Regions from separate parts of the Mus musculus genome. Here all the other regions are linked to region 5. Evidence: chromatin contacts called from public ChIA-PET, HiChIP or PLAC-seq and promoter capture Hi-C data. All regions are on one chromosome and are shown on one strand. Each heading gives the region's core, a stretch centred on a gene start, on an enhancer-like site or on the middle of the called end of the contact. The rest is flanking DNA. Distances are from core to core; before and after follow the strand shown.

What was found. Promoter capture Hi-C pulls out the DNA fragments that hold promoters and counts their contacts. ChIA-PET counts read pairs in DNA pulled down with a chosen protein or histone mark. HiChIP or PLAC-seq counts read pairs in DNA pulled down with a chosen protein or histone mark.
Region 1: a contact with region 5 is called in an H3K4me3 HiChIP or PLAC-seq map of bone marrow-derived macrophages, with 5 times the contacts expected there. The contact joins the promoter of Nfatc3 here to the promoter of Gfod2 in region 5. A contact is called at or near these places in 11 of 39 promoter capture datasets (the 3T3-L1 cell line, the C10 cell line, the HPC-7 cell line and 5 more), 2 of 484 Hi-C or Micro-C datasets (bone marrow-derived macrophages and muscle stem cells), 9 of 115 datasets of contacts at active chromatin or transcription factors (astrocytes, bone marrow-derived macrophages, double positive thymocytes and 3 more) and 2 of 9 other capture datasets (adipose tissue and liver).
Region 2: a contact with region 5 is called in a promoter capture Hi-C map of pre-B cells, with 2.6 times the contacts expected there. The contact joins the promoter of Tmem208 here to the promoter of Gfod2 in region 5. A contact is called at or near these places in 2 of 39 promoter capture datasets (liver and pre-B cells), 1 of 115 datasets of contacts at active chromatin or transcription factors (pancreatic cancer cells) and 1 of 9 other capture datasets (liver).
Region 3: a promoter capture Hi-C map of pre-B cells shows a contact between it and region 5, with 4 times the contacts expected there. The contact joins the promoter of Pla2g15 here to the promoter of Gfod2 in region 5. A contact is called at or near these places in 5 of 39 promoter capture datasets (the C10 cell line, embryonic stem cells, hippocampal neurons and 2 more), 1 of 484 Hi-C or Micro-C datasets (uterus), 2 of 115 datasets of contacts at active chromatin or transcription factors (bone marrow-derived macrophages and effector CD8 T cells) and 1 of 9 other capture datasets (macrophages).
Region 4: an RNA polymerase II ChIA-PET map of effector CD8 T cells shows a contact between it and region 5, with 9 read pairs. The contact joins the promoter of Zdhhc1 here to the promoter of Gfod2 in region 5. A contact is called at or near these places in 2 of 115 datasets of contacts at active chromatin or transcription factors (effector CD8 T cells and pancreatic cancer cells) and 1 of 9 other capture datasets (adipose tissue).
Region 6: an H3K4me3 HiChIP or PLAC-seq map of bone marrow-derived macrophages shows a contact between it and region 5, with 4 times the contacts expected there. The contact joins the enhancer-like site here to the promoter of Gfod2 in region 5. A contact is called at or near these places in 5 of 39 promoter capture datasets (cranial neural crest, embryonic stem cells and hematopoietic stem and progenitor cells), 1 of 484 Hi-C or Micro-C datasets (bone marrow-derived macrophages), 4 of 115 datasets of contacts at active chromatin or transcription factors (the SCID.adh cell line, bone marrow-derived macrophages, embryonic stem cells and 1 more) and 4 of 9 other capture datasets (adipose tissue, liver, macrophages and 1 more).

Annotation. Positions count from the first base shown.
Region 1 is chr8:106,057,500-106,061,311 of GRCm38.p6, reverse strand. It overlaps Nfatc3 (nuclear factor of activated T cells, cytoplasmic, calcineurin dependent 3), which reads right to left and starts at 1,722. Exons shown (of 10, transcript NM_010901.3): 1 at 1,319-1,722. The coding sequence starts at 1,421.
Region 2 is chr8:105,324,485-105,328,095 of GRCm38.p6, reverse strand. Tmem208 (transmembrane protein 208) reads right to left here and starts at 1,719. Exons shown (of 6, transcript NM_025486.3): 1 at 1,622-1,719; 2 at 950-1,045. The coding sequence starts at 1,627. It overlaps Lrrc29 (leucine rich repeat containing 29), which reads left to right and starts at 1,828. Exons shown (of 7, transcript NM_001368408.1): 1 at 1,828-1,869. The coding sequence starts at 1,846.
Region 3 is chr8:106,148,601-106,152,420 of GRCm38.p6, reverse strand. It overlaps Pla2g15 (phospholipase A2, group XV), which reads right to left and starts at 2,067. Exons shown (of 6, transcript NM_133792.3): 1 at 1,808-2,067. The coding sequence starts at 1,934.
Region 4 is chr8:105,495,547-105,499,158 of GRCm38.p6, reverse strand. It overlaps Zdhhc1 (zinc finger, DHHC domain containing 1), which reads left to right and starts at 2,097. Exons shown (of 14, transcript NM_175160.5): 1 at 2,097-2,349.
Region 5 is chr8:105,756,719-105,760,236 of GRCm38.p6, reverse strand. It overlaps Gfod2 (glucose-fructose oxidoreductase domain containing 2), which reads left to right and starts at 1,630. Exons shown (of 3, transcript NM_027469.5): 1 at 1,630-1,783.
Region 6 is chr8:106,037,300-106,041,305 of GRCm38.p6, reverse strand. The region is part of intron 7 of Dus2 (dihydrouridine synthase 2); the gene reads right to left. Among named protein-coding and RNA genes, the nearest start is that of Nfatc3, 20 kb to the left of the region's middle. Within about 2 kb of position 1,480, at least 18 of the 459 cell types and tissues checked have an H3K27ac peak or open chromatin away from gene starts, as enhancers often do. A contact at or near this core is called in bone marrow-derived macrophages, where this site is marked.

The sequences.
Region 1 (3,812 bases), core at 473-2,972, 300 kb before region 5:
CCAATTTTCATCAGGAGCAGGAGCCTGCATCAGTATACACTACCCAGTGAGTATCCACTAGTATCTTCGACATTAAGGCTGATTAAAATAATGCTAATGGGACTGGAAATGAATACAGTCAACTGGGTTTTTTGTTTTGTTTTGTTTTTTGTTTGTTTGGTTTTGGTTTTTTGAGACAGGGTTTCTCTGTGTAGCCCTGGCTGTCCTGGAACTCACTCTGAAATCCGCCTGCCTCGGCCTCCCGAGTGCTGGGATTAAAGGCGTGCGTCACCACGCCCCGGCTCTACAGTCAACTCTTAACTTTATATTTATTACGTTGAAAACAGTATACGAAGGCTGAAAAGGAACTAAAAGGTATTGTACCACCTAGAGATTCAATGCAACGCTGAGAAAACAATGTATTAGCCCTCACAATACTATGAAAAAATTTAAATAATTCACTTAATACTGGAAAGAATAAACATGAATACTCTTATCCATCTTCTTTTTCTAAGTTCTCTTGCATATGTAATAGGGAAGCTGAACTTAACGAACCACACTATTCCAAACCAGGTCACAGGAGAGAGTTAAGTCCCCAGTCATCATCCTGTTTCTATTTACTGACTGGTTTGACCCGCAAGCATTATGGTGTCCAGCTTTCCCAACTTATCTTTTAAAACATCTTCTGAGAAGAGCTTTTTTTTTTAAAATTATTAAAAAATGCCTTCTAGAACATTCTAGGAGAACTGTAATTTTAAAAGGCAACGTATCTTGTTTTTTTGTTTTTGTTTTTTAATCTCCAGAAACACTTTGCCCAAGCAAAACAACCCAGTTTTCAGAAAGGTCCGTTATAGTATACTTGAAACTAAGCGTGGATGGAATATAAATTTACACAAGTGGACACTAACTCGAACTCGCTCTTCTAGCAAAGTAGATTTTTTTTTAAAGTGGAATTTGAAAACACGCATCTTTCAAATAAAGAATTTTACAACTAGCCTAAAGACAGCGAAGTGCGCTTACACTTCTCGGAGACATTTCCTCTGCACCACGCTGGCACAGCTACGACAACCAGAAACCTCTTGGGGCTTTGGCCCCAACAACCTCTGCCTCCAAAGCCCGGGCGTCCGCCGGCCACTGGCCTCTCGGAGTCGAGTTCCCTACTAGTTCGCTCGCAGCCAAGACACTTCCACGTCGCCCCGAACCACACGCCTCCTTCTCCTCCTCAAATTAAATCGGGCTTTCCTCGCCACCCGCACGCACCAGGGGGACCGAGGGGAAGGCGAGCTGGCGGGAGCGCGGCGAGGGCACGCTCCACAGTCCCGGCCGGCCCGGCACCCACCTGCAGGCCGCGAGACCTGGGACACCGGCGCTGGTGCCCCGTCCTCGCCGAAGACGAGTTTGAAGTCGAGCTCGTCGTGGGCGCCACAGTTTGCAGTAGTCATCGGCGTGGCCCGGGGTGCAGCGCCTCCTCCTCAGGCGGCCGCGGCGGCTCCTCAGCGCCGCTTCATGCTGGGCCGCGCCGGCCAGGAGGTCGCGGCTCCACTGCAAACTTTCCGGGCGGGGCCCGCGAGGCCGAGCGTTCCGTTCCGACCTAGAAAGCTGGCCGAGCGCCCCGCCGCACCGGGAGCCGTCACCGCCGCCGGTCGAGGGTGCAGAAAAGCCACGGTCGCCTCAACCAAGGCTCCCCGCCCCCCACCCCCACAGTCGCCGCCACTGCCGCCACCGCCGCCGGCGCGCTCCCGCGCCCTGCAGCGCGCCCAGCCCCGCCCCTCGCCGCGCTCCCGCCCGACGGGGCAGCCCATAGGCCGCTGGCCCCGCTGACAGCCACGGGCCCCGCCTCCTCACCGACCTATCGCGTGAGTCCTCTGCGAGGAGGAAGTCACGTGAGCAAGAAGCGCCAGAGCCCTGCTCCCTCTCGGAAGTTGTAGTTAAAACTCTCTTTCTTCCGCAGTTTCTAAACCAAGACCAGGGTAGGGCCAATAGCGCTGTCTAATTAGATTGGGAACCCACGTAGGCCAATTGGAGACTATCTTTTTCCCCCTCATCGGGCGGAGCTCATGTCGAGGAAGTGGGTAGCAGAGCGCCAGGGTTATAGGTGTCCGGATATTTGGCCCCACAGAGGTACTTTTCACTTATAGCTGAGTTTAGAGTGGATACGTTCGTTAGACCACCTCAAAAGTTACCACTCATCCCCCGCATCCCTCCATACCAACTTCGATGGCGTAACTTGGAGAGGGCCAGGGATTGGTTCGAACTTTTGGGTAGGTTAGGGTGGAGCCGAAGAAAACCTTGCGAGACAAGTCTGGAGTCGATTCAGAGCCACCCTTCTGGGGTGGGGCCCCGTCTCAGTGGCTGTGCCTTTGTCCCCTCAAGCCGGCCCGGAGAGGATGCCATGCATTCTAGCTAGGCCTCACCTAAATCAGAGGGACCAGGTCTGGTCCTTGACGGAAGTTGAGCAGACACAGAGAAAAGTACCCTTCTTGGCCTCTGCATCTTAGTACATAACCGTGAGACTAAGGCATTGTGACACCCGAGCAAGGAAAGCCCACATATAGGAAGTGACGCTGTCAAAAAGAACCGGCTTTCAATCTTGGTTTCACCTCAAAGAGTCTGCCTTCCCCGGTGAGACATGAGATGGCCCAAGACACCATCCCTTGGAGTCTGGGGACTCAGTCTTGTTTACTTAGCGCATGATTAAGAGAAGGAGTTGGGAGAAGCCAGTGACCACCTCCTCCACGACAGCAAGTCTGATACTACTCACAAAAGCCCCTGGGAGAATGGAGCAAGCACAAGCTCCTTGCAAAGATCTCTGCATCTCAGTGATTCCTGGGCTACTAAGTGAGCCTCAGGGGGACCCCGGCTAAGCCTAGGGTCAGAAGAGCAAGGAATGTTCTGAGCTCGTGAGCCATTCATCTTGGACTGGTTTATTCCTGCTCAGGGCTTTACCAGTACTTATGAGGGACACAGAGATACAGAGATAGTCTCCCATCAGGGTTGAGAGAGAGAGGAATAGCAAATATATAATTACTGTGCAAAGAGATTAGAGCTGTGATAGGAGCTCTGAGGACATTGAACACCCACCCACACGCTACAGGAGTAGTAGAAACTGGAGATCCAAGCAAAAGACGAGCAAAGCTTGTTCCATGGAAGGACCAATGATCAGAAACCAAAGGTGATGCTGTATGAGTGGGCATGGTCACTGGGTGATGCTAAGCTGGAGACTATAATAGTCACTTCTCTATAGAACACTTGGCTAAGGGCATTCAGATCAGCAGGAAGAGGAGGCAGTCAGACTTAATGGCACATGGCTGGAGTGCCAGCACTCACATGGCAGAGGCCAAGATCAGGAGCTCATCATCTCCTCCTCCTCCTCCTTCTTCTTCTTCTTTTTTTTTCCTGAAACAGAGTTTCTCTGTGTAGTCCAGGCTGTCCTGGAACTCATTCTGTAGACCAGGCTGGCCTCGAACTCAGAAATCCACCTGCCTCTGCCTCCCGAGTGCTGGGATTAAAGGCGTGTGCCACCATGCTCGGGCCCCCATCATCATCTTACATAGTGAGTGTGAGGACAGCTTAGGGACAGGAGATCCTTCCTTAAAACAAAAAGTGAAGGACTTAACCTATTAAGTGGGTAAAAAAAAAAAAAAAAAAACTTCACAACAAGCTATCCTGTCTTCAGATGGGCTAACTTAGAAAGCTTGAATTGGAAACTAGGAGACCAAAGGCTACATCCCACCTGCAGCCGAGACAGACTATAGGCTTACCAACTAGTTCCCACGGTCCCGTTTTCCTATAAGGTCCCCAACATTTAGCCAGCTTACTTCCCCGTTCCCATA
Region 2 (3,611 bases), core at 470-2,969, 430 kb after region 5:
ACTCTGACCGAGAACTGGGCCAGACTAGGAGGAAGAAACCTGGTGGTGGAAGACCTCTGCTTTCTGAGTCAGATAGCGCTTAGACTCATATCTGTCCAGGAAGAGTAGCCTTAGTATAACATGTATAAGCTTGGTATGGCCTCAGTATAACAAATCTCAGCTGGGACTTTTTATTTATTTATTGTTGTTTTGCTTTGTTTCCCCTTCATTTCTTCATGTTTTGCTTCTATGTCTAGTTCATATTTCTTCTGTGCCTGGCTACTTTTTTTTTTTAAATGGTTTAAAATTAAAATACATTTTACATGTATGAGTGTTTTTGCCTGCAATGTATCTATGTGCACCATGTGCCTGACGCTGTGCCTGGTACCATAGAGGTCACAAGAGGGCATTGGATCCACTCAATGAGAAGGTTTCGAGCTACCATGTGGTGCCCCTGGAGTGGAACCGAGGTCCTCTGTAAGAGCGACAAGTGCTCTGACCACTCAGTCCCTGGATACTTTGGGGGGAGGAGGGCAGTGTTTGCTGGCGATGCTGGCAGAGCCTAGCCAAGGGCTCCACCACGGCGCTACACCTGCTCTCACTCTCTCGAATGAGACTTCAGTCTTTCTGTGGGGCTCTGGTTACCACTCAACACTCTGACCTCAGTCTTCCAAATAGCTAGAAATACAGTTATATGCCACTATGGCCAGCTTCACTTATTAACCCCATCACCCCTTTTTATTTTTATTTTTAATTTTTTTTTTTGAGATAGGATTTCTTTGTTACTCAAAGCTAACTTCAAACCGCCCATCTTTCTGCCTGAGCCTCCCTGGTGCAGGGATTACAGGCTGGTGTCTGCCTGGCTTCATTTCTTTACAACGTTCTCTTTTGGAGCCTTGGCTGTCATTTGCCAGCGCTCCTAATCAGATAGGAATGAGAGGGCAGAGAAAGCACAAGGCAAGCAACTTACGTTGGCTCCCAGTATGATCCGAAGGTAAAACTTGAGAGTTTCTTTGTTCTCTTCAAATATCTGTTTCTTCCCTCTGGTACCCACTTTTCCTTTGGGCTGCGGAGGGTTGGTGAGATGCTGTCAGAGCTGTTTTGCCTCAGTCCTCCTCACTCCCTGTACCAGCCTGGTTACCTGCAGCTTTATCTACCCCGCAGCCAAGTCCTTAGCGTGCTTTGTCAACCCTAGCAATCCCTGAGATACCGACCACTCCTCTAGTCCATCTTCCTAATATAGTTAGGACACCGACTTTACTGTACCCCCAGTTATGATCGCCTAATGCTCACCCCAAAACAATTCAAATTACGTTAGTATCTTCTTTGGCTTTCCTCGTAAGGTTCAGCTTTGGGTTGAGATCCTCTCCGGGAAAACTCCAGCGGAACTTAATGGCGTCCCTCTGGGGTAGTGGTTTAGATCTGGAACTGGCAACTACCCTCGCCCGCGCCCGCCCTAGCCTCCAACACTAGTCCTGGTGTAGTCCTGCACGGCCACTCTCCCCGCATCCCGTTCGGTCTAGCACAGTCCATTGGGTGGCGCCCCTCTCTGGCCCAGTGCCTTATGCCTTCGAGCCCTTCTGTTTTTACTTTCCCAACATCGGGAAAGCTTTGCCGGTGCAGACCACGCCTTGTCCCTTACCGCCATGGTGCGCAGCAGACACCCAGCCACTGAAACAAGGGCGAGTAACTGGAACTGCAGTCAGTAGACACCACATCGGCAGCACATGCACTTCCGGTAAAGAGCGCAATCGTTCGCTCCTGGGCGGAAGTGGATTTCATTTCCTTCCGAAGCCCCGCCCCCTGAGTCGGTGGGACTACACTTCCCAGAAAACCTTGCGTGGGGGCGGAGACGGCAGAACTGCGATGGCGGACTCGCTGCCTCTGGAGGTGAGAGGAAGCGAGCGGTCCTTCAGGCCTTGGTCGGGGACAGGCCCCGCCTTCGGGGTCCCGAGCTTTGGGGAAAGGCTATCTGACAGCTCGCCCGGCACCTCCCGCCAGGCGGAAACGAGCCGCCCGGCGGATCCCACGACCTGAAAACTCTGGGTAACGGTCCTCTTTGGGGCCACTTCGACCCCTTCGGTTGGGATACCATTCCCTCTTTACCCATTGGCCCCAGAAGATGGCTGCTCTGTCACCTCAATGAGGACGGACTCACTGCCCATCCCTTTCCCTTGAGATGGCCGTTCCCTCCCCCTCAGTTCTAGAAGATGTCCGCTCCACCGTCCCTGAAGGGTAATCAATTTTATCCCCATTGGCCCCTTGGAATGGTCGTTCCATTTCCTCCACCCCTCCCCCACCGTCCTCGCAGTTGGAAATAGACTGCTCCCGCCCCCTAGTTCTGGGGACCATACCCAATGTCCTTAATGTAAGACAAGCCTGCTCCTCATTCTAGACCCCTAGTGATGGCTGCCCCTGTATTATTCAACCCCATGGGGTGTTTGTTCCTTTAGCCAGGGGCAAGGAGATACAGATGCAGGCTTTGTGTCTTGCACCTTTTTTGAAATGGCTTCTCTATCCATTTTGCCCTGAGGGTTGGCAACCCCCTCTCGTTGCCCTAGGAAGTCAGGCCTTTTCCCTTGAGTCGTGACATCCTATTCCCTTTTGGCCCCAGAAGGTATCTATTCATCCCTGTAAACCCCATGGGTTACCAGTAGTAGTAATCTTTTGGGGTGCTCTCATGGGATGACCACTCCACCCCTATCTCTACTCCTCTAGTGCTAGAAAGGCATTTCTCAGGATAATGAATTATGTATGATCCTTTCCATTAAGACATGTTGTCCTTTAGCATGGCTCCCAGGGTTGATCATTCAGAAGATAGGTCAGCCACTCTCTTAGTCCAGTCTTCCCTCTTAGCCCCCTAGGGATGGGGGCTTAGTCATCCCAGTCCCATCCATACTCTTCCTCATGTCTCTCCTCTCTGGTCCTAGTCATTTTCCTCTGAATAGTAATCTCCTTTATCCCCCACCCCTTCCCTGAGCAAACCTTTGGTGAAAGTAGAGGCAAAGGACTATCTTTAGTCCAGTAAATACTGGGTGAGTACTGCGTATGTACTTAGCATCTGAGAAGAAAGGAGAAAACACAGCGGGGCTAGTGAAGTCACTGTAGAAGGACTTTGCAGAAAGAGCCCCACATACGGGAAAAGAGATGCTGTGTTGGTAGTGAGGATGGGCTGGGGGTGTTCTGGGAGCAGCAGGCCCAACCAGGCATGGAGGTCTGGACTGTGAGATTAGTGGTGAACCCAGGTTTTTCACGAGGGGCACTGAAACTGGACTATATATGGATTAGCAAGGCTGAACATAGAAGGAAACTGTAAAAGGAATCTAGCTCCATTGGATAAAATTTGGAGCTATTAATATGGTGATGTTGCAAAGGTAGAAATGCTGCTAACAGCCATCCAGTCCCTGAAGAACTGATCTAGGTGGTTTTAAAATGCCTTCACATCTTCATATACTTCAGACACGGAAGCTGAGAGAAGTCACATGCCTCTAATGGTTACTCTCTTGGGTAACTTTCTCCAGTAGAGCTGGGATCGGGGAAGTCTGGGTTAGCCTTGTCTAAACCGTCAGCTTTGTGAGTAGAGAATAGAAGAACATGAGCCCAAATGTCACTAGGGACCTCAGATTGAGAGT
Region 3 (3,820 bases), core at 818-3,317, 390 kb before region 5:
AACAAAACAAGAAAAAGCTCTCTCTGGCAGCAGCCCTGGTCCTTGAAAAGATGCACAAGGATACAGGAGCTCAGATTCTTTCAGAGTCTAAGGCTTCTCAGCTATGATTTAGGATAACCAAAGTCTGCATAGATTAATTGGCAGTTAGTGCCCATCTGTCCAAGCGATACTATGCTGCAAATAAGCCAGGTGTGATGGTGCACTCCTTTAATCCTAGTGCTAGGGAGGGAGAAGCAGACAGATCTCTGTGAGTTCAAGACCAGCCTGATCTACAGCAAGAAGACAAGGCTACAAAGACTCTGCCTCAAGTAGGAAACGCGTATGTGGTCAGAGAATACACACATCTCAATGTCATGGGCCTTATTCTTAGATCTTCTTACATTCACACGTGACTTCTTCACACTGGTCCTCAGGGTTAAAGTCCAGATGACCAAGTCACAAGTTCTACACCACCCATATCTCCTGCCTTCCCCCAGTTCCATGCTGACCAGCCTGGAGCAATCTTCCAAGCCACCTTACTTCCTGCATATTCCAGGAAGGCTTCCCCAGCGCTCCCACACCTCTCTCTCTCACCTCTCAGGATGACCTCTCTGAGAGGCACTATTACTACCATCCAGGAAGCTTGAGAGAGGCAGGTCCAGCTGTATACAAATCTCAAAGGGAACCTAGGCTCAGAATCCCCCATCCCCTTCGCTGACCTAGAATGACATTGCTTTTCAAGAGAGGGTTTCTCAGCTAGGCATGGTGGCATACACCCTTGATCTTAGTACTTGGGAGGGAGAGGCAGGTGGGTATCTGAGTTCAAGGCCAGCCTGGTCTACAGAGTGCGTTCCAGGACAGCCAGGGTTACACAGAAAAACCCTGTCTAAGACAAGACAAAAAGAAAAAAGGGAAGAAAGAGCACAGGAATTTATGCTCCAGCAGAAAGAAAATATATATATATATACACACACACACACATATACATACATAAACATATATATAGCGTACGTTTCAGCATGTCTCTGTTCTCAGGAGTCCTGGCCAGCGAAACACCAGTTCAAAACGACTTCCATTGGCTGAATGGGGCATCTAAGACTCCTAGAGATTTTAGCCTGGCCTATTACCACATAGAAACATTGTTATTTCTGTTCCGCTGCCAAGTCTAAGACAGAAGAGCAAGTGGGCAGGGAATGTCACCTGGCCTCAGTACAGCCTAGAGTAATTAGGTCTGGAAGCGGAGAGTGGAGGCATGCTCTCAGACTCCCGGACTCCCTCAACGCCAGTTCAAGACTGTTGTCCCAACCCCATTCCTCTCTCCTCCCTTCCCTTAGCCACCCTGTTTCCCTTAGGCCATCTCCTCGAAAGTCAATACCATCCATTCCATAAGCTGAGAGCAGAGAAATGCTTTTGGGGGCCAGCGTGGATAGAACTTGCTACCACTCATTCCCTGTGAAATAGAGAGGGTAGGAGGTAATGACCGATTCTGAGACTGCCTAGGAACCCGCTGAAGTAGGGTTGAATTGCCTCAGTCTTTCCAGCTAAGAAATGGGGGCATGGCGAGGCAAGGTTTGGAGCTGTTGCAGTTAGGTGGAGTGGAAAGCCAGACATTATCTATTCCCTTTACTCTCACGTTTCAGAGGGCTCCAGACCACACCCATGCCCGGTATGGCGGGAGGTGGGCTAACCGAACTGACCCAGGTTAGAAACCAAATGCTCTGGGTTTCGTGCTTAAAGCAGATGCACAACAGAGCAGTTGGCCCACCAGACCCTGGCTGCACTGGATCCTGCAGGATCCACCCACCACCACCCTGAACACGAGTCTCACCCAGCACCACCGGGGGGTGACGTTGGGCCGGGAGCGTCAGGTCTGCCAGCATCATTAGTAGAAACAGAGGTAACAGGAGGCCACTCCGGAGCTGGGTCTCGCGACAGGTGCAGAGATGGCGATCCATGGCGTGAGACTGTGGTCGCAGGTCCAAGGGGCTGCTTTAGAGATTAGGGATCGTGCCTAGGCCCGGGCCGCAGCTCAGCTAGTTAACCCCACCGCTCGCAGATACCAGTCAATTAAGACCCGCCTCTTGCTAAGGCTCTACCAATTGCAACTCTCCGCCACGAGCGTCCCTCCCACCGGAGCTCACCACCCGCCCATGCCCACCTCCGGGACTTTGCTGCGCGCCGAACGCATCGATCGACCAACCGATGGGAGCCGCTTATCATCCCAGCTGTCGCCCTGCTCCTACACAGCCCCATCTCACCTCACCGTGAACCCAACACAGAACAATTCTCAAAGTCCACTCAAGTAGTTCTCATTCCTAATTCCTAGCCTTCCCACAGCACAAGGACCAAAAACATGCCCTTCATTTGCTATGGGTGAATGGTCTCTAAACAAAAAAAGAGGAAGTTAGTGTTTTGGAACTCGGGTGACCAGCAGCTGTCCAGGACCTTTATACGGCCTTTACACTGGCATCCCCAGGGGCATCTAGGTTTGGCCGCCCACGTCCAGAAAACTTTTACTGTCTGCCTTGCCGGTAGAAATGCATGTTAGAACCCAAGAAGCAGGTCTGGGAGAAGAAGCTAAAACAGCCTTTCTTTCTTTTCTTTTTTCTTTCTTTTTCTCTCTTTCTTTCTTTCTTTCTTTCTTTCTTTCTTTCTTTCTTTCTTTCTTTCTTTCTTTCTTTCTTTCTTTCTTTCTTTCTTTCTTTCTTCCTTCCTTCCTTCCTTCCTTCCTTCCTTCCTTTCTTTCTTTCTTTCTTTCTTTCTTTCTTTCTTTCTTTCTTTCTGTTTTGTTTTTCGAGACAGGGTTTCTCTGTGCAGTCCTGGCTGTCCTGGAACTCACTTTGTAGACCAGGCTGGCCTTGAACTCAGAAATCCGCCTGCCTCTGCCTCCCAAGTGCTGGGATTAAAGGCTTGCGGCACTACGGCCCAGAGATCAGCCTGTTTCAAACGGTCTGTCACTCTGTAAGTGCAGCACACGAATAGAGTTGGGAGTGGTTTGGATCTGAAAGTCTGAACCATTTCTCTGTAGGATTCCCCTGCAAAGAACAGGGCTCGAGAGCTCATGTTGGCACTTTAGCCCCTGTCCGCGCAAGCCTGAGGACTCAGGAAGGGCATAAGACTGACTGGAGCGAGGAGCTGGGGCCCAGACGGTAGTAGGCAAAAGGCTCAACACCCAGTAATATGCCAACACTCTGGGGGTGAACTGACCAGTGCTTCTGAGAAATAACCCTCTACATACTTCCTTCTGAAGGCCAACTGTGCTTCTGGGACACTGCTTGGTCCCAAGACTTCTGCTCCACCCCCCACCTCTTCCTTCCCTCTTCTTGGTAAACAGCTGACCCCACGTTAATGCCAACAATTCTAGTTTTTATAGCAAAATAGGAAGTTATTTATTTATTAAATTGTATTTTGGTTTTTTGAGACAGGAGGATTTCTCTCGGCCGTTCTGGGTATCCTGGTACTCACCAAGCTGGGCCCCAACCTTACAGAGATCCCCCTGCCTCTGCCTCCCTAGAGCTGGCATTAAAGGTGTGTGCCATCACCTCACAGCTTAGAAAGTTTTGTTTTGTTTTGTTTTTAAACGATCTATTTGTTTTATTTAGATGTATGAGTATTTCTGCCTACATGTATGTGTATCACATACATGCCTGGTGCCTGCAGAAGTCAGAAAGAGGACTTCAGTCTAATGTAATAGAGTTACAGACAGTTGTGAGGCACCATATAGGTACTGGGAATCAAACTGTAGGCCTCTGGAAGAGCAACAAGTGCTCATAACTACAGAGCCATCTCTCTAGCCCCAGAGAACAGGGCATTTTAAAGCCCACTAACCAATACATTAGGC
Region 4 (3,612 bases), core at 848-3,347, 260 kb after region 5:
GAGAGAGAGAGAGAGAGAGGTTCTGTCCCCTAGAAGTTCCAGAAGGGGCCCCCAGAGTTCTAACTAGAAAATCTCTGTAGCCTGGGGCAGTAGCAGAGAGGAATCCTGACAGGAGAGTGTGGTGTGTGTGTGTGTGTGTGTGTGTGTGTGTGTGTGTGTGTGTGTGTGTTTCTAAGTCCTTTGGAGTAATCTGGGACGAGAGAGTCTAGTGGAGGAGACCTATATTGAATTTGAAGATGGGAGCTTCTAAAAGGAATTATGCTTGATTTAAGGGCAATAAAGAATTTAGATCTTTTGGGGCTGGAGCAATGGCTCAGTGGTCAGCAGCCTGTATTTCTTTTGTAGAGGACTTGTGTTTGGCTCCCAGCACCCAGCACAATCACCTGTAATTCCAGCTCCAACAGGCCCTGACATCTTTGGCTCCATGGAGTACAGACACAAACACATATAATAAATAGTAATAATAATAATTGTCTTTTTCCAGACAGAATCTAACTACATAGCCCTGAGTGGCTTGAAACTCACTATATAGACCAGGTTGGACTTAAACTCACAGAGATCCTCTTGCTTCTGCCTCCAGAGTGCTGGGATCAAAGGCATGAGCTGTCATTCCTGGCCCCCAAACAAGTCTTTTTATTTTAATTTTTTAAAATGTGCATTGGTGGGCTGGTGAGATGGCTCAGTGGGTAAGAGCACCCGACTGCTCTTCCGAAGGTCAGGAGTTCAAATCCCAGCAACCACATGGTGGCTCACAACCATCTGTAACAAGATCTGACTCCCTCTTCTGGAGTGTCTGAAGACAGCTACAGTGTACTTACATATAATAAATAAATAAATCTTTAAAAAAAAAATGTGCATTGGTGTTTTGCCTGCATGTGTGTCTGTGTGAGAGTGTCAGATCTTGGAGTTACAGACAGTTGTGAGCTGTCATACATGTGCTAGGGTTTGAACCTGGGTCCTTTGGAAGAGTGCTTAGTGCTCTTAACTGCTGAGCCATCTCTCTGACTCCCCCTGACCCACAAATAAATCTTTTTCTAAAGGTTTGTTTATTTATTTTATATATATGAGTGATATATATATATCACTAGGAGAGGGAATCACATCCCATTATAAATGGTTATGAACACCCCACCCCACCCCCTATGCAGTTGCTGGGAATTGAACTCAGGACCTCTGGAGGAACAGCCATTACTCTTAACCTATGATCCATCTCTTCAGCTCCCCTCAAATAAATCTTTTCTTAAAAAAAGCATGTGGTGGCACATGCTTCAATTCTAACACTCTGGAGCCTGAGGCAGGCAGATCTGTGAGTTTGAGGCCAGCCTGGTTTACATAGTGAGTTTCAGGTCAGCCAGGGCTACTACTCTGTCTCAATCCCCATCACACCCCTAAACAAAAACAATAAAACCCCCCAAAACAAAAAACAAAACATTTGAAGAAAAAAATTAGACATTTTGTGTTATCAATACTAAATTCTTATACTTCACACCTTACATTGTAGTTGCTCACATTTTCAGTTGGGTAAGGCATTTGTTTAGGTCTGTCTCCTTCAACCTGTTATTTCCTTCAAGGGCAGGAATCCCTGAGTGCTCCTCATGATGTGCCTGGCACTTAACACATACTTTGAGAGTGCAGCAGCCATATCTTTACTAGAATTCCAGCAAATTTGGGAGGCAAAGGTGGGAGAATCGCAAATTTGAGGCCAGCATGTGACCCTGTTTCTAATACACACATGCACACGTGCGCGCACATGTACACACACTCACACACAATTTAAAATAAAAGAAAATGAGCAAAAACCCTAGATTAGTTGGGGTCTTCCCAAGAGTGATTTAGAGGAGAAACTAGATACATGACACGTTTTGAGGAGAGTAGGATTCTTGGAAGACAAATTGTAGATGGGAGGTGGAAGAGAGTGTATTTTCCCTGTGAAAGGTTATGGGGGAAAATGAGAGTGGGCATGCTTTAGAGTCAGGGGGCACTTGGCAAACTCCGCCCAGAGCCACGATGCTCCTGCGAAGTGACGCAGCGCGGTTTGGCCGCTGTGGGGCGCCGTAGTTCGCGCTGTTGCCAGGGGAACGGGCCCCGCGCCGGGCAAGGCCCAGCCTGCCTTGGCCTGGCACGGCTGCACTGCCAGCGGGTCCTTGCTAAGGCGGAAGGACTCTGAGGCCCAACCTCCGTCCGGGATGGAGCCGCGCTCCGGGACGCGTCTCCTCCGTGTCCGGGGGACCGACTTTGCCCGGACGGTCTGAAGTGCGGCCGCCCTGGGGAGGGTGGACGGGCAGGGCGGGGCCGAGCCGCTGGCTGACCTTGGCAGGCCGCATCTGGCGCGGCTGCCACCACGCGCAGGTGAGGAGCGGCTGCAGCGTTTCTCACCTCCGAGCTTGGCCTGAGCCACCGGCCCGCGCTGCGCCGGTGCCTGGCGGGACTCTGGGCCTGTCTCGGCCTGCTGCTGGGTTTCGCCGACCCAGTGGAGCGCGGGACTTCCTTTTATCATTAATCAGGGCCATAGATCCGCACTGAGCGCCCACCGATCGCCAGGCAATGTGCCATGCGTCGGGCCTCCGAGCCTTCAGCCTTCGCAACCCACAGAGAATTAAGTGATGGGTTGGGGAAACAGGCGCCAGACACGTGACTAGAGTAATTTCAGGTCTCATTAAGGGTTCGGGTGGGCCCTAAAGGTGATGCTTAAACACGGAGGCTGGGAAGGAGCCGGAATTGCGACTAGGGGAAGGGTGTTTCTGAAAGAGGGAAAAGCGAACAAAAAAGTCCAGGTAGCAGAGCATTAGTATAGTATGGGACGGAAATGCTAGGGTAGTTCCTAAAGTGAGGGTTTTCAACTTTTATCCCAGAACGTGAAGGGAGTCCCTGAAGCGTTTAATGAGTTTCAAATTTTCAAAAGGGCTTTATCCTCTCTGTCTGCTGAGCAGAAATCATTTGAAGATTACCATAGTGCAGCGAGTGTAGCCGAGCCTCCTGGAACCCACAAATCTCTCCCGGTCCTCATCTGTGCATACGGAGTGTTGTTGTCATGTTCTCGTGTCACGTGTCATGAGACAAAGTAACAGGGGATCGTGGAGGTGGGGTGGATGGGGGAGGCCACATATGAGACCAAGGACTAGAGATCTGTGGGAACAGTTTGAAATCATAGGGCTACCTCAGAGTATTGAATTAAGTGAATTTCTGTGTAAGCGCTTCAAGCAGCGCCTGGCGTAGAATAAGTGCCTTCTAAGTGGCAGCAACGGCTGTTATTATGGAAACAGCATAAGGGCTCAGTGATCTTAGGGTAGCAGAGCTGGTAAGAAGTGGGTGGCTTCACTTCCTTTACCAAGGGCGAGCTAGGTTAGATGAGGGTGGTCACTCCTTTTGTGGAGCTGATGTTTTGGTTGTGGGAGACCAGCTGTATACAGATAATCACCAGGAGATGTAATAAAAGCAGCTGTGGTGTTTAATTAGCCTAGATTTTTCTCCCCCTATTGTTTTTCTTACTTTGTTCTGTCACCCTTTGTTCTTAATGACTTTTCTTGGTGGGTGTTCCCCGAGGCTGGCTCCTACAATCACCAGTTGATTTCCTGGTTAGAAGTCAGCAACCCTTGCCTCCTTCCCTTGATT
Region 5 (3,518 bases), core at 381-2,880:
CTCACTCTGTAGACAAGGCTGGCCTCGAACTCAGAAATTCACCTGCCGCTGCCTCCCAAGTGCTGGGATTAAAGGTGTGCGCCACCACCCACCACCGCCCAGCCAGCTACAATTCTTAAGGAAGAGTTAATGAGGAAGAAATGGGAAATCAGATAAGTAACTTTTGGTAGACACAACTGGAGTTGTATGCAAATGACGTCTACTGGGTAGAGGCCAAGGATACTGTTAAGCATCCTATAGCAAAAGGCTCTAGCCAACAAAAAACTATCATGCTTCAAATGACAGTAGTATCCCTACTGAAAAACCTTGATCTAAGAATTACCATGGTCAAGAAATAAAAAAAAGTACATCCAATTTTTAAAAAAGATATTTTTATTTATACAAGTACATTGTTGTTGTCTTCAGACACACCAGAAGAGTGTATCAGATCCCATTACAGATGGCTGTGAGCCACCATGTGGTTGCTGGGAACTGAACCCTGGTCTTCTGCAAGAGCAGTCAGTGTTCTTAACCACTGAGCCACCTCTCCAGCCCAGCACATCCACTTTTTATTTTTAACTCTGATCCTTTGTCTCCAATGGACAGGAGACAAAGGCCCATTTGAAGAAGAGGATTCAAAGTTAAGATTTTGTTTCACTCTGGAAGTTGCCAGGGGTAGAGACAAAGTGGTAATGGTGGCAAGTCCTACAACTGATAAAGGGTCACAGAACCCCCTCAGGTCAGCAGGCATAGTCTATCTCTCCAGCTTGCTGTGGGATGAGGACTGGGAGCCTCCCTTTTTGCAACTAAGAAGTAACCAAGAGAGTCTTCCCACACACATACATAAACAAAAAACCAACCCAGTCACATTCTACAGAGCCAATTTCACACTGAAGTCAACCGGCTTCACTGTAAAACTAAGGCTGACCTCATTACAAGATGTATTTCCCTGGGAGAACACAGGCTCCATAAGGAGGTCAGGGGAACTTCAGATTACAGCCTAAAAGAGAAACGACGTTTAAAGAACAACTAAAGAACACCCAGAGAAAGAGACCAGACACCTGAGCAAACACGAAAGCCAATCTTTCCTGTCAAGAAATCTGACCAGGCCCGGCATGGTGGCGCACACCTTTAATCCCAGCACTTGGGAGGCAGAGGAAGAGGCAGAGGCAGGCGGATTTCTGAGTTCGAGGCTAGCCTGGTCTACAAGTGAGTTCCAGGACAGCCAGGGCTATACAGAGAAACACTGTCTCGAAAAAAAAACAAAAAACAAACAAACAAACTAAAAAAAAAAAAAAAAAAAAACGAACAAAAAAGAAATCCGACCAGTTGGAGATACCTGTGCTTCTACATAGGTCGTTGTCGAGACCTTCATTCCAGGAAACACTCTAAAGCATCTATCTACATTCTTGAGGCCGGTTGGCAAATCTGAGAGCGCCCGAAGCTGGAAGCACAGCTACCATCAACACATCTACCACCGAAAACTTGACAGCAATAGGCTCCCTGAAGGTTTCCCAAGCACCACCCCCAAGGCGCGAGCATGCGCAGCTCTTCATCCCGGCCCCGCCTCCCGCGGGTCCACCTCCCATCACTGAGCATGCGCTGTCCTCCTGCCGCCCCGCCCCTCCGTACCAGAGACCCCTGTTCCTTAGAAACCAGGCGGCGTGTTCCCGGTATCGGTGCTTTGGATTCCGGCGCGCGCGCATCCGCACTAGCCTCCCTCAGGGCAGGCGGACGGCCTCGGAAACCCCTCCGGATCCATGGTCTCTCGTGCAGCTCTGGGCGGGCAATGCCAGCATGCCAGGTGAGAGGCAGCCGGCGGCGGGCGAGGGTGAAAGAGGGCATGGCGCGGCCGGGAGCGGGCGCTGGCCCGGCCTCTGCCGCCGCCCGGCTCCGGAGGTTGGAAGCGAGTATACGCGGGGGCCCTGGCTGGAGGAGGGCTGTGCTAAATGCCAGTGTGTGCACGGCATTGAGTACGAGGTCGCTCCGAGGTTCGTTTTCTCCACCTCGGAGATGGGACCTGCTACATTCGGACGCAGAATTTTGGATCCTGTAAGGATCTTGCTTGAACCTAACCCATCCCCATAAAGATGTGAAACCCTAGGCTACCCCGCCCATTGCGGAGCAGATCACCCCATTACCTGAGTGAGGATGGGCGCTTTGTGGATGAGGATTTGTGAGGTGTGGACACTTCAGACAAAGGACTCGTCGCCTTACTAGCTATTGAAAAATGAGATTGCACTTGAGGCAGAAAGTATGTAAGAAACTGGTGTTCAGGTAAAAGCTTGAAAAAGGAACATCCTAGAAGCATTTGATTTACCCTGCCAGCCCTGCCTGAGTGCCTGGTTGGCCATGGCCTGCTTTTGTAGCTCAGGAAACAAACAAACAAACAAACGGATGGACTTGTGGAAACAAAAGATGAGATGAGGTGTTTCTGTCAGGGCTTTATTACAGCCCTGGTGAGGAAAGACATGCCTGGAGAGATGGGCATTGGTGAATGGCCATGAGGACAGTTTGCCTTCCGGACTGCCTCAGAATCTAAAGAACAGGACGGAAATGTAAAGGTATAAAATTGCGTTGGATAGACAGCAAGGAAGTTATCTTACACTTATGTTCCTTGCTCCCAGTGTCCTGCTAAGTAAAGAGTACATGAGAAAGAAATGAAAACCGGCCGCAGCACTAACTTTATGATTTGTGGCCACAAAGACTTTTTTATTTTTTCCCCCCTCGAGACAGGGTTTCTCTGTGTAGCCCGGGCTGTCCTGGAACTCACTCTGTAGACCAGGCTGGCCTCGAACTCAGAAATCCACCTGCCTCTGCCTCCTGAGTGCTGAGATTAAAGGCGTGTGCCACCACTGCCCGCGCACAAAGACTTCTTAATGGAAGACCATTCAGTTGAAAGAAACAGCCCGTATGATATGAAGTGGTAAAGAGAAGATGATTGTCTTTGAGTAGGGGAAGCTAGATTTGTTTGTGATAGGAAACTCACTTCCTCCTGAAAAACTACACCAGAGAACACAAAAGCTGCAGGACACCCATTTTACAGAAATCGAGAAAATTAACTCTTTAGGACTAGAATTGAAAACATGTTTTGGAGCCCAGAAGTGGAGATTTTTGTAGGCAGTTCTTTTGGTAGAATCTATATTTTATAGATAAAAATTCTGTTGTAAGGAATGTACTCTTATTATGTGTTGTCTCACTTTTCCTATAAAATTATTGGTCTGGGTCTAATCCTTTAATTATTCAATTTATTTATTGAGATTTGGCTTCAAACTCGCTGTGTAGCTAAAGATGACCTTGAACTTCTGGCCCTCCTGCCTCTGCCTGCCACGGGCTGAGAGTGTACTACCATGTCTGGTTTTATAAAGCATTGGGAATTGAACCCAGGGCGTTGTGTGTGCCAGGCATGCGCTGTATTAATTGATGTAGATCTGTAGTCTTCCATTAAAAATAGTTTTTTTTACAACTTATTAATTAATTTTGTGTGTATGAATATGGAGGTCGGGGACATCTAGACCTACCATGTGGATCCTGGGGCT
Region 6 (4,006 bases), core at 231-2,730, 280 kb before region 5:
CTTCTTTTCTTTTCTTTCTTTCTTTCTTTCTTTCTTTCTTTCTTTCTTTCTTTCTTTCTTTTTTTTTAAAGATAGGGTTTCTCCGTGTAGCCCTGACTGTCCTAGAACTCACTCTGTAGACCAGTCTAGCCTTGAATTCTAAGATTCATCTCTCTCTGGGGTCAAAGGCATGTGCCACCACTGCCCAGCAACTGGCAGCTTCCTTTCTGAGTAAAAGGAATAGTCCCTGGGTGGCAGCCCAAGAACCAGAATGGGAAAGGAAGGTCTTTAGGAGCCTAGGCTCTGTCCTCATGAATCCTCCTATTTTGAAAAGTCATATATACAAATATATAAACTGGAAGCCGGGCGTGGTGGCGCATGCCTTTAATCCCAGCACTCAGGAGGCAGAGGCAGGAGGATTTCTGAGTTCGAGGCCAACCTGGTCTACAAAGTGAGTTCCAAGACAGCCAGGGCTGTACAGAGAAACCCTGTCTCGAAAAACCAAAAAACAAACAAACAAACAAACAAATATATAAACTGGAAAAGGAAAATATGACACTTTTAACATGTTTTTAAATGCTTCTTATATAACAATTAGGAAAGGTTGCAAAGAAAGATCAAGACGTTAACACGGGAAAATAGTCAAGGAGGCAGCATGACATGGCAACGTGAGAATCAGAGACCAAGAGAGAGACAACCCGGCCTGAATGTCTATGGCATTGCTATCTTCTTCCTACATCAAAAATCTCAGGTCAGGCACGAGTGTGAGGAAGGTGATCTCAAACACTGGACTCCTACCCTGCAAAAGGTGCCTCCTAGGCAACAGCTACCAGGCAGGCAGGAGGACTTGCATTTACCTGAATTCTAGACAGATGAGGGCAGCGGAGAGCCGGTTACAGTAAAACAGGCCTTATCTGAGAGCTAAGGATATGAAACTGTTGAAAGGCCAACAGTTCACCACCAAGACCCTCCCTGCTGGCCAGGCGGGCAGGAACACTCTCCAGGTGCTGCCTCACACAGCAGACTAGACCTGATTGCCCAGAGTCATCCTGGCAAGCCTTAAATTTGTACTTTAAGGAAGGGGGACACTGCCAGGCCCATGAGGATCCATCAGAAAAACTCTCACTCCAGCTAGGCATGCTGGCACATGCCTCAGCACTTGGGAGGTAAAGGCAGGAGGAGCAGGAGTCCAAGGTCATTCTTGAATCATAAGGAGCCCAGAGTACGTGAGACCTTATCGCAAAACACATCAATCAATCAATCAATCAATCAATCAATCAATTCCACATTAGTTTAATAACTCTGGTTCACAGCAACATATCTAGAAGGTTCCCTGGCGAGTGCTAACTTTGAACCTTTGAAATGCAATGACGAAAATACCAAGTGGTTTGATACAGTTCTCAGCCTTAGAGGGCTCCCTTTTGATTCATTCTAAGTAGCTCTAGGTACTTTCTAGGCATTCCTGTTCACATTCACATTCACAACCAGGAAGGAGATTAGGGAAGTGAAAGACCCGGTCACTTGCTAGGACCACATGAGGGAAGAACAGGCAACCTGAGGCTGTCTTAGCAGTGTGGACACGCCACCACCCAGAGCTAAATCATGTCACATGTCCCTGCCAGAGGAGGGGAAGGACTAGGACTAGGGATGAAATTCACATCTAGTGAGGAACAGAATATCCAACCATGAGCAGGCTTGTCTCACCAGATCTACTGGCTAGCCTAAAATACATAAGATTCTCTCTCTCTCTCTCTCTCTCTTTCTCTCTCTCTCTCTCTCTCAAAAAAAAAAAAAAGGAAAGAAGGAAGGAAGGAAGGAAGGAAGGAAGGAAGGAAGGAAGGAAATTTGCCATTATTAGCTCTGTCCCACCCTTAACTTCTTGGTTCTAGAGATGGGTTTCACTGTGTACCCCAGACTGTCTTGGACTCTGTTACACAGTGCAGGATGCCTCAAACTCAAAACCCTCCTGCTTCAGCCTCTTCAGTACTGATTAACATTATAAGTATCTGCTACCTTTTTTTTTTCTTCAGTTTATTTCAAGACAGGGTTTCTCTGTGTAGCGCTGGCTGTCCTGGAACTCGCTCTGTAGACCAGGCCGGCCTCGAACTCAGGGATCCACCTGCTTCTGCCCTACTCCCTACATTTGGGATTAAAGTCCTGTGAAACACTTTTAAGTGTAAGTAATCCAGTTACCTTCACAGTATAGTTAAGCCACTATCACTATGTATTTCCATAGTTTTTTCCTGACCCCACGTGAGCAACCTTATCTTGAGAAAACTTTCAGAGTACCCACAAAGCTCTCAGCCAGTTCCCAGCTTGCCAGTACAGTGTGGACGTGAAATGAACCCTGCCCGACATGCCTAAGTCACATCTAACTTGGTGGAAGCCTGAAGCCTCTCTTTCATGAAGTAAAGAGCACTCACTAGGCCAAGCTGGCACACGTGACCGTAGCAGAATGAAGCAAGCTTCTGAGACGGCGTGCATTCCTGCTGCCTCTTACCAAATGTGTTCTTTACGTGGGGCAGGGGCAACATCACTGGCCTACTTAGTCAGGTGATGGAAGAGAGGGAAACCGCCTGTGTGTACACGTGAACTGGAGCCTCTTGTGAGACATCACTTAGTACTTTAAGGAAGGGGGACACTGCCAGGCCCATGAGGATCCATCAGAAAAACTCTCACTCCAGCTAGGCATGGAGTGTGGAAACCATTCTGAGATCCACAGTTGTCCCCTCCGTTCTACACAGGGCCTCTGACTGCAGGCTCTAAAGCCTAGGCTGTTACTGAACTGTGGCTAGGATCTCAAGAACTACCATAGCCTCCTGTAGCATCAGGTATCACAGAGAAGGAACACTAATGCTGCGGCTAGGAGTCACAAAGCCATAGCTTCTGAAGTTGGCTTTGTCTGCCACACATTTGAAAAAGGGTCTTAAGCAATTTCCTCTTTCCTCTCTGTGCTTTGTTTGGCTTTGATCTTTTGAGACAAGGTCTTAGTCCAACCTGACATTGAATCCCTAACACGCCTGCCTCCTCCTCCCAACTGCTGGGATTTCAAATGTACATGTACCACATCATCCAATTCAGTTTCAATAAACTATTCTACTTTCGTCTGTTAAAATCATTTTTAGGTTCTTGTTTTTAACCTGTCTATTTAGGCTTTTTTTTTCATTTATTTATTTGTTTGTTTGTTTGTTTGTTTGTTTATATGAGGGCTCTGTCTTCATATACACCTGCATGTCGGAAAAGGGCATCAGATCACATTACAGATGGTTGTGAACCACCATGTAATTGCTGGGAATTGAACTCAGAGCCTCTGAAAGAGCAACCAGTGCTCTTAACCACCGAGCCATCTCCCCAGCCCCTAGTTTGGTTTTTTTAGCTTAGTATTTTTTTTTCCCAATTAAAAAGGTAACAGTGGTCTGGTGGTATGAGGTATTTTAAAATAAGAAATGTCCCCTAAACATGTTTGGGTGTTTGGATACTTGTTCCCCAGTTGGTGGTGCTGTTTGAAGAAGTTATGGGGAGAAACAGTCCTGCTGTACAAAGTATATCCCGGGGAGACAGGCTTTGAAAGTTAAAAGCCTTACAACACTTCCAGTTTACTCTCTCTGATGCAGGTTTGTAGTCAAAGATGTGATCTCTCTGCTTCCTGCTCTTGCCTGGTTGCCGCCATGCCTCCTGCTGTTGTGGACTCTTATCCCTCTGGAACTATAAGCCCATTAAACTCCTCCATTTGTAAGTTGCCTTGGTCACAGTAGTTTATCACAGCAACAGCAACAGAAGTAAAACATAGTGCTATAGTGCTAATGTGGGAGGAGTATTTGGGCTCAAGAGTCTGAGAGTAGCATGAGCAACACAAGTAGACACTCTCAGAGAGAGGGAGGGAGAGAGAGAGAGAGAGAGCAAGAGAGCGAGCGAGCGCAAATGCCTGCTATGTCTATTTCAAGGGATTCTGAGAACAAATGAATGAAACACACACTGTAATGTGCATTGAAAAAGAAACATCAAGGACACATTATATGATAATAGA